Regions from separate parts of the Mus musculus genome. Here region 1 is linked to region 2. The links are chromatin contacts, called in public HiChIP or PLAC-seq maps. All regions are on one chromosome and are shown on one strand. Each heading gives the region's core, a stretch centred on a gene start, on an enhancer-like site or on the middle of the called end of the contact. The rest is flanking DNA. Distances are from core to core; before and after follow the strand shown.

Evidence for each region. HiChIP or PLAC-seq counts read pairs in DNA pulled down with a chosen protein or histone mark.
Region 1: a contact with region 2 is called in a FOXA1 HiChIP or PLAC-seq map of pancreatic cancer cells. The contact joins two enhancer-like sites. A contact is called at or near these places in 6 of 39 promoter capture datasets (the 3T3-L1 cell line, the HPC-7 cell line, hippocampal neurons and 3 more), 1 of 115 datasets of contacts at active chromatin or transcription factors (pancreatic cancer cells) and 1 of 9 other capture datasets (embryonic stem cells).

Annotation. Positions count from the first base shown.
Region 1 is chr4:118,227,658-118,231,272 of GRCm38.p6, reverse strand. Ptprf (protein tyrosine phosphatase, receptor type, F) reads left to right here. Exons shown (of 33, transcript NM_011213.2): 13 at 385-578. Among named protein-coding and RNA genes, the nearest start is that of Mir7226, 19 kb to the right of the region's middle. Within about 2 kb of position 1,677, at least 43 of the 459 cell types and tissues checked have an H3K27ac peak or open chromatin away from gene starts, as enhancers often do. A contact at or near this core is called in pancreatic cancer cells, where this site is marked.
Region 2 is chr4:117,839,501-117,843,700 of GRCm38.p6, reverse strand. It overlaps Slc6a9 (solute carrier family 6 (neurotransmitter transporter, glycine), member 9), which reads right to left. Exons shown (of 14, transcript NM_008135.4): 2 at 566-682. The coding sequence starts at 595. Among named protein-coding and RNA genes, the nearest start is that of Slc6a9, 6.3 kb to the right of the region's middle. Within about 2 kb of position 2,865, at least 22 of the 459 cell types and tissues checked have an H3K27ac peak or open chromatin away from gene starts, as enhancers often do. A contact at or near this core is called in pancreatic cancer cells, where this site is marked.

The sequences.
Region 1 (3,615 bases), core at 428-2,927, 390 kb before region 2:
GCTTTAAAACCGTACAGGGCTGTGGCAGAAGCAGCAGCCCCACCTAATATGAGAGCCAGGATTGAGAAGATGAGTGCAAAAGACTCAAGTGGGCTTTGTCTGGATACTAATGAAATTTGTTACAGATGGTGTGAGCCTAGGTAGTTGAAGGTGTGGTACCTCACTTCCAGCTGTTCCCCACATCTATGTTTCCCATGAATAAGTAGCCCTGCTAGAGGGACCCATAGGGATGGCCCTCGGCAGGCAAATCAGCCAGCCAAAGAAACAACATTGGAACCTTTCCCAAGGGGGCAGGTGCAGAGTCACGGCCCTAAAGTTAGCTGTACGTGCCTAAGCCAGGCGCTGTTGCTCCATATCTGACTCTCTTCTCTGCCTGGCCCCTAGTGCCTAGCGGGCCACCACGGAAGGTAGAGGTTGAGCCTCTGAACTCCACTGCTGTGCATGTCTCCTGGAAGCTGCCCGTCCCCAACAAGCAGCACGGACAGATTCGTGGCTACCAGGTCACCTATGTGCGGTTGGAGAATGGTGAGCCCCGAGGCCAACCCATCATCCAGGATGTCATGCTGGCTGAGGCTCAGGTATGTCATTGACGGTGCTAGGTGGCAGGGTAAACAGTGACCAGTGTGTCACAGTGACCCCCTAGAGCCCAGATTTGTCCCTCCAATGCCTGCCCTCAGAGGTGGTTATGCCTTTTATGGTCATTGGAGCTGCCTTGGACTGTCTGGGCAGGAGTTATTGAGATCGGGAGGTGAGGCTCATGTTCCAGAGACTTTGTTCTTCTGTTAGGATTGTTAAGCTGTGCTAACCTAGGTCCTGCTACCCCCTCCACCCAGGTAGCAGTCTTAGTTGCCAGTGCTCACGGGGCTGCTCCCAAAGACCCCCAGGCTCCTTGCACAGCACACTGGCTTCATCCTTGTGGTTTGCAGAAAGCACATTTGCTGTGGCTTTGAGCTGAACTGCTGTCCCAGGCAATACTGTTCTTAGCATCACCTGGACTGCACAGCCAGGGGCAGACAAGACTTTTCTCCATCCTCCATGGCCTCAAGCCAGTGACTGAGGCAAAGCTCTGCAAATAATGACCTGAGTGTCACTCTGCTCTTGACCTGAGTGTTTCTCTCCAGGGCTGGACCTGCCAGCCCTTTTCTGTTGGAAGCTTCTGTCTTCCTGGGGCATCTGCCCACAGGCTTACAGTGAGGTCAGTATTCTGACCCCCACCTTGCTAGTCCATCAAGGAGCACCGAATACTGTGAGATTATATGTGTGGCCAGAATGAGCCAGCATGTAGGTGGCAGGGATTGGAGAGGAACCAAGTCTCTACCCTGGGAAAGGACTAATCAAGTATAGGAAAAACTGTGTTGTCTGTCCTTGGTCTCCCTGTCTAGAACCAGGTCCTGATGATTCTTGGGCCAGCTTCAAGTCCCAACAGAAAGATCCTAGATTCCCTCCCCAACCAAGTGGGAACCCCATATTCTGCAGGCTGTGCTGAGGGATGAACCCCCACACAGACAAACTGCTTTCATACCTTTGGCTAAGCTCCACCCTCTGAGCCAAAATTCTTTTCTACCCAGAGGGTACCCTCTTTCTTCTCCCAACCTGTCTATGCTGAAGGACCCAAGGGTGGGGGAGGTGGGTGTGTTCATCAGCCTGCATTCCTGGGGCAGGTTGAGGGCTCCTCACAAAGTCTCAGCAGACACACCCGCTCAGAAACATCCAGAGAATGACTCCATCCAGCCCCTCCCATCCTAGGAGTCTGGCGCCACAGCTGCAGCCTCTGTGGTTTCAGGAAAGTCACTTCGAGTACTTTTGTGTGCTGGTCCCCAAGAGTTTGAAGGGGGTTGGGTAATAAGACCAGGGACATTGTCCCCATATTTGTGTTCTTTACAAGGAATATGCCCAAGCAGGCTCCAGGGAGGCCACGGAAGACAAGGCCTGCCCTTGTAGCCTTCCACCCCCTGGGACTTTGTCATTCTGCTTTGGGCCAGTGGGAGACCAGATGGTGCACTTATCCAGCCTGGCCCCAGGGCCTAGGTATCCCCTGTGTGACTCTTTTCAAGGACACCCCAGCCTGCCCTTATCCACCCAATAGAACCATCTGTGCAGCCCTGGGCCCCAGTAAGATCAGAAAGAAGCATGTGGTGTGTATCCCCACCAGATGTGCATAGCCCAGCCTGCCTCCCCTGTGCTCCCTCTAGATGAGACTCGCCACCCTCCGCCCCCTTTTTGTCCCTTCCTTTTGTCTTTTCTCTCACTGTAGGAGTTTAGTCTAGCTACTCTCCATCCCCTTTTCCTTCTCTCCTCTCCCTACTCCTCTTACAGCCTCTTCCTTTCCCACCTACCCCTCTGTCTTTTTCCTCTCACTACCTGACATAGGAGGGGCTACCTGCGATAGCTTCACACCAGGGCTCCCCTCAAGTAAGGAATCCTAACTAGACCTGGTTCCAGCCCGCTCTGATAATTCCAGGACTCTATAGCCTCTCTATATTCTGTCGCAAAGACTGTGACAGAACTGTCTCAAATAGCAGGAGCTCAGGCCACTCCAGCACCAGGCTAGTGGACAGGCCAGACCAGCTTATATGAGGGTGATCTGGCTAGAGGACTCCAAACAGGGCCTGTCCCTCACTAGCCAACTCCTAGTTTCAAGACCACAAGGCTTCACATTAGAGTCCTCACTCCATATACCTGTTCACCCAGCATACCAGTGCACGCTGGCATTAGAATTTACCACTGCCAGCCAAGAAACTAGTTTTCCTATTTTGACTCCAGGCACCTGTAGAATCGAAATCAGGGGTGTGGGGTCTCCTTGTGGCTTTGGGGTAATGCCCAGGCTCTGAGCTGGCTACTTACCCTTTATTATCTCTCTGGCAAGCCTGACTCTTGGCCCACTCCAGCGGTAAGTCCAGCACTTGTGTTCTAGGACACTCAGCTCAGGTGACTCTAATTTAGTGTCTCAGCTGAAAGCAGGATGCATGGATGGATGGATAAGTGGATGGATGGATAGGTAGGTAGAAAGAGAGAGAGAGAGAGAGAGGTAGGTAGGTAGAAAGATAATATAGATAGACAGAGGAAGAGAGGGAGGTAGATAGATAGATAGATAGATAGATAGATAGATAGATAGATAGATAGGGGGAGCAAGCTGAACAACCATAGCAGGACATTGGGACTCTAAGCACATATCTTCCCTCTGCCTAAGCTGTCAAGTCTATCTCTACATCTGACAGTCCACCATGTCTCCCTGCCCTCGACAGGCCTGGTGCACACAATTGGTGCTCAATGATGCAGGAACTTGTGTCTTTGAGTGGGCACTGGTCCTGGGCTATCACCTCAGTGGGTACTTCAGAGCTATCTATCAGTTCTCCATGGGCCAGGTCCTCTCCAGGCCAAATCCTTCACCATCCTGTCTCCCTTTTTCTCCTTCTCCCGCTGTCAGTGGAGACCAGAGGAGTCCGAGGACTATGTAAGTAACAGGTGTGCAAGCACGGGCAAGACTGGGTCAGACTGGGCTCATGGGACACTCCCCCTCTCCCAGCCTGTGTTGCCGAGATCCACAGGGCACCAGCCACATCCAGAGAAAATTGGCGTGTAGACATGAGCACCAGGCTGAGCAGTGATTGGCGT
Region 2 (4,200 bases), core at 1,616-4,115:
CTATCTCAAAAAGTGGGGGTGTGGAGGGACTTAACCCTCTTTTGAGCTCCAAGGTTAAGAGCAAAGGAAGGGCTGTGGCAGGGGACGTAGAGGAATGGAATTACCTGAGAAACCTTGGAAGGCATCTGTTAGTTCCTGCAGTGAGAAGGCTGCAGACAAGTGGGGGAAACTGGACAGGGTCTGAGCATGCCCAGCCTTGGGTGGGCATGGCGCACAATCACGAGTGTTCTACTGTCTTTTTAGCAGGACAGCCTGTGTCCACTCGAGAGTACCTCTTATGACCAGGATGGGATAAAAGGCCTCAGCTCCTTGGCAGGCCTTTGCTGGGTCTGTGGTAGAACCTGCCTAATTGCAGACTTGGAGCCCAGTGCTGTCTAACCTGCTGGGTAAGGGGCTGCTTGCCCGGGCCTGGGGCAGCCCTGGCACTTGGGAGCCCTGGTAGTGCCAACCCTGGCCCCGTAGAATCTCTTAGGCCCCCATGTCAAGGCAAGCAGTTGGTAGGAGGTCTCCCAGGCAGTGTTTATATAGTAGCCCCTCCTCCCTAAAGTCTGGACCCTGTACTCACCAACATCCCTTTGGCACCTTTTCCTACCATGGTGGCAGTGGGTTGGGGGATCTGGAGATCTGGACCACACTTGCAGACTCTTGCGTTCAGTGCCTTTCAGACAACAGGCCTCAAGAGCTGTGGAGAAAACAGAGTAAGGTAAGACCCTAGACAGGCCCTCTGGGCTCTCCAGAACAAGTACTATGGAAGAGGTTCTGTTTTGTTTTAGGGGGAGGAGATAAGTAGGTCTGAGAGGGATTACCAGGACTAAGAAGTTTATTAGAAAAATTACTGGGCTGGGCTGGTGAGATGGCTCAGTGTGTAAGAGCAGTGACTGCTCTTCCAAAGGTCCTGAGTTCAAATCCCAGCAACCATATGGTGGCTCACAACACCTGTAATAAGATCTGATGCCCTCTTCCGGCATGCCTGAAGACAGCTACAGTGTACTTTATAATAATAAATAAATCATTATTTTTTTAAAAAAGAAAAATTACTAAGCTGGGTGGTGGTGGTACACACCTTTAACCCCAGCACCCCGGAGGCAGAGGCAGGTGGATCTCTGTGAGTGAGTTTGAGGTCAGCCTGGTCTACAGAGTGAGTTCCAGGCCTGCCATGGCTACATAGAGAAGCCCTTGGAGGGGAGAAAACAGAAATAGACAATAGAAAAGTTACTAATGCCACAGGCAGACACACAGAAAAGCATGGGGCAGGGCCTCTGATGACAATTCAGGTCCCAGCACCAGAGACAGGCAGAATGGCAGGGTCTCTGAAGAGAGCTGCATGGCAGAAGTGGGAGTCTCTTCTTATACCTTTCTGAGGCTGGGATGGTTTCACAGCCCAAGCCATTCCCAGGCAGGAGGCAGGCAATGGGGGCTGGAGTATGATACAGCACCAATATCCAGAGTGGATGTCCCAGGTGAGCTGGCCCCAGGATGCCTGTTAGCTAGGGATTCACAGTATACCAGCATAAGCCTGTGGGTCTCCGTGAGACGAGGCCTCTGCAGACATTGTGGTCTGAACAGAGTTGAACTCTAACAGAACACTCTTATGATGCAGAGCCCACACCACCAGCTAGAAGAACCTAACATCCCTCTCTCAGTACCCATTCCCTCTGTCTGCCAGGCCATTCCTGATCCAACTCCCTTCTGAATGACCCTGGGGTTCAGCCCTTTCCTTGTTGCCTTCTCAGCCCTCACCCCCCAGATCCCTTATTCTCCAGGCTTTCTGTCCCAATGGGCAAAGGTCTATTTTTGACTCTCCAGATGCCCAATCCTATAAAAGATTAAAAAAATGAACAGAGGACTGGGATGGGGTCCAAGTCCTTCATCATCTGTGTGAGTGGTTGCAACCTTTCCCCAGGAAGAGGGGGGGGCATTCAGCTTGGATCAGTGGCACTCCCTCCCCAGTCAGGCAAGCACGATGCCCGCCTCCAACCCTAGTGTCACTCAGCTTGGGCTCCAGGGTGGCTGGACTTTTGGCGGTGTCACTGGTCATACAGGACACACCAGATGTAGTCACACCTCCTGCTTTTACAACACAGTCCCTCCAATGGTACTTTGCAAGTGAAACTTTACAAGTCCTTTACTGCTGGGCCTGAATGCCACCTCTTCTCCGTGGCCCTCCTGACACACTTCTCTAGCAGAATGAGCATGTGTCTTCTTCCATTCTGGTTTGTACAAATCTTTACCAGGTCCTTATCATCTCACGTTACATACATTTGGTCAGAAGCCTATCAGCCCTGAGTCAGTGGTTACCTGAGGGCTTAGAACTGAGTTTCCTTTATTCTTCTGGGCCTAGGTCCTGGCACAGTGGTCAGCTAGCAAGGACGGGCTGAGCTAAACTGAAGGGGACCTGGTGAGTCAGAGGTCCTGGAGTGGGGGTCTTGCCAACCTGGGATTGCATAGGAAGCATCTAAGAGCCATGCGGTGAACAAGTGAGCTGGAGAGGAGGAAGGGAGGATGGGAGGAGCGAGACACATGGCGAAGCTCACACCGTCAATGCCAAGTGTGGACAGACTAGGTCTCGAAAGGGATCAACCTTAGAAAGCCTTAAAGAGTCCGGTCACTTGCTCACCAATAGCCACCTGTCAAGGGCCACCTCTCACCCACAGGAAGTCATAGAAGTCAGAGGAAAGGTAGGCCACTGTTTACTTAAACAAATCAGCTCTTGACTCATGAGTTTCTTTGTCCTGGCTTGAGTTCCTCTTCTCTGGGCAGGGATAAGGTGGGAAATAGGCAGCCAGTGCCTAGGGCTGGACTCTCTCTCAAAGGTGTTCACTTAAAGAAGTCATGCTCCTGGCTTTGGTCTTTTGGTGACAGTCACAAGAGGGCTGTGCCCCTCAAAAGGCAATCATACCTTTGTCCTGCTCAATCAGTCAACCCTTTGCCAAGTAGACCTGACTTTCCCAACACTGCTGCCTCTTTTTCTGCCAAGGACCAATAATGACAAAGACGATAGCAGCTGTGGTGGGCAATATTGTTATGGGCCATCTCCTGGGCTGGAAGTCATGTCCTCTGGGCATCGCGGTAAACGGAGAATGTCCTCGGTCGGTCTGCATCCACAGTTGTCTCCTGGGGCTACTCTGGCACTTCTCTTGAGGTTTATAGTTGAAGAGACCCAGAGAGGCCAACACCTAGCCTGGAAGGCTTGAGCAAAGTTACACCAGACACTGTGGATCACACCTAGGCAGTCCCTGCCCTCGGGTGGCTTGTGCACCAGCAGGGATCAGAGAGATGACCTCATCTGCACCAGAAGGATGAGGGGGTATGAGGCCTTGCTGCTTCTCCTGCCTTTACCATTTCCAGGGAATGGCCCCATCCATCTGCACATCTGGATGTTCAGACGGAGAACTAGGGTAGAGGTCAGCGGCAGTGCTTGGGGCCCTGGGTTGGAGCCATAGCAGTGGGGGGGGGGGGGCACACCCATCAAATGCCTACATTACACCAGGCTTCTCATCAGGTGCTGAAGAGCTGGAACACTCCGATCCCAGACCTGTTCCAACCCAGACATGGCATAACACCGACCAGCAGCAGCAGGTCATGGTCACTGCAGAGTATAATGAAGACGGCAGGTCTGCGATTTGATAGGTCTGGGCTGGATTTGGCCTCAGGTACTCACTAGGTAGGATTCTGAGCGTTTTCTGACCTCTTTGACTCTGACTTTTCTCAGTCTGGAGAATGTAGCCGAGAATTCCCTTAAAACTGGGGCGGGGAGTGTAGAGTTGTCTCTGCCTAGTTTCTGTGTCTATTACAAGTTCTCCATATTTTCTTCCCTTTCCAACCATTCATTTTCTTCAAACCCTGAAGTTTCAGTCCCCTTCTAGGGTTTTGCACAGCCTGAGCTGCTTAGCTGGGGGAGTGGGGGCATTCTAAGGCTCCCTACAGCTACATTCATTTGTTCACATATGGTTACTGCAGGTCTGCCCTGGGCAGACCTGTGCTAGGCACCAAGGACACAAAGGTGTCTCTACCTTCCTGCGTTCCAGGAAAGGCAGCGGGGAGTCAAGCGTGGATAAACAGTGTTGGAGGGACTCTGTGAACTCCATAGCAGGTGAGGCTTCTCTGGGCAAAAGGACAACTGGCAGTGGGCAGGAAGCAGAGAGGGCAGAGGTGACTGCAGAAAATGAAACTGGCAAAGCTCTGGTAGCCCAAGAGGAA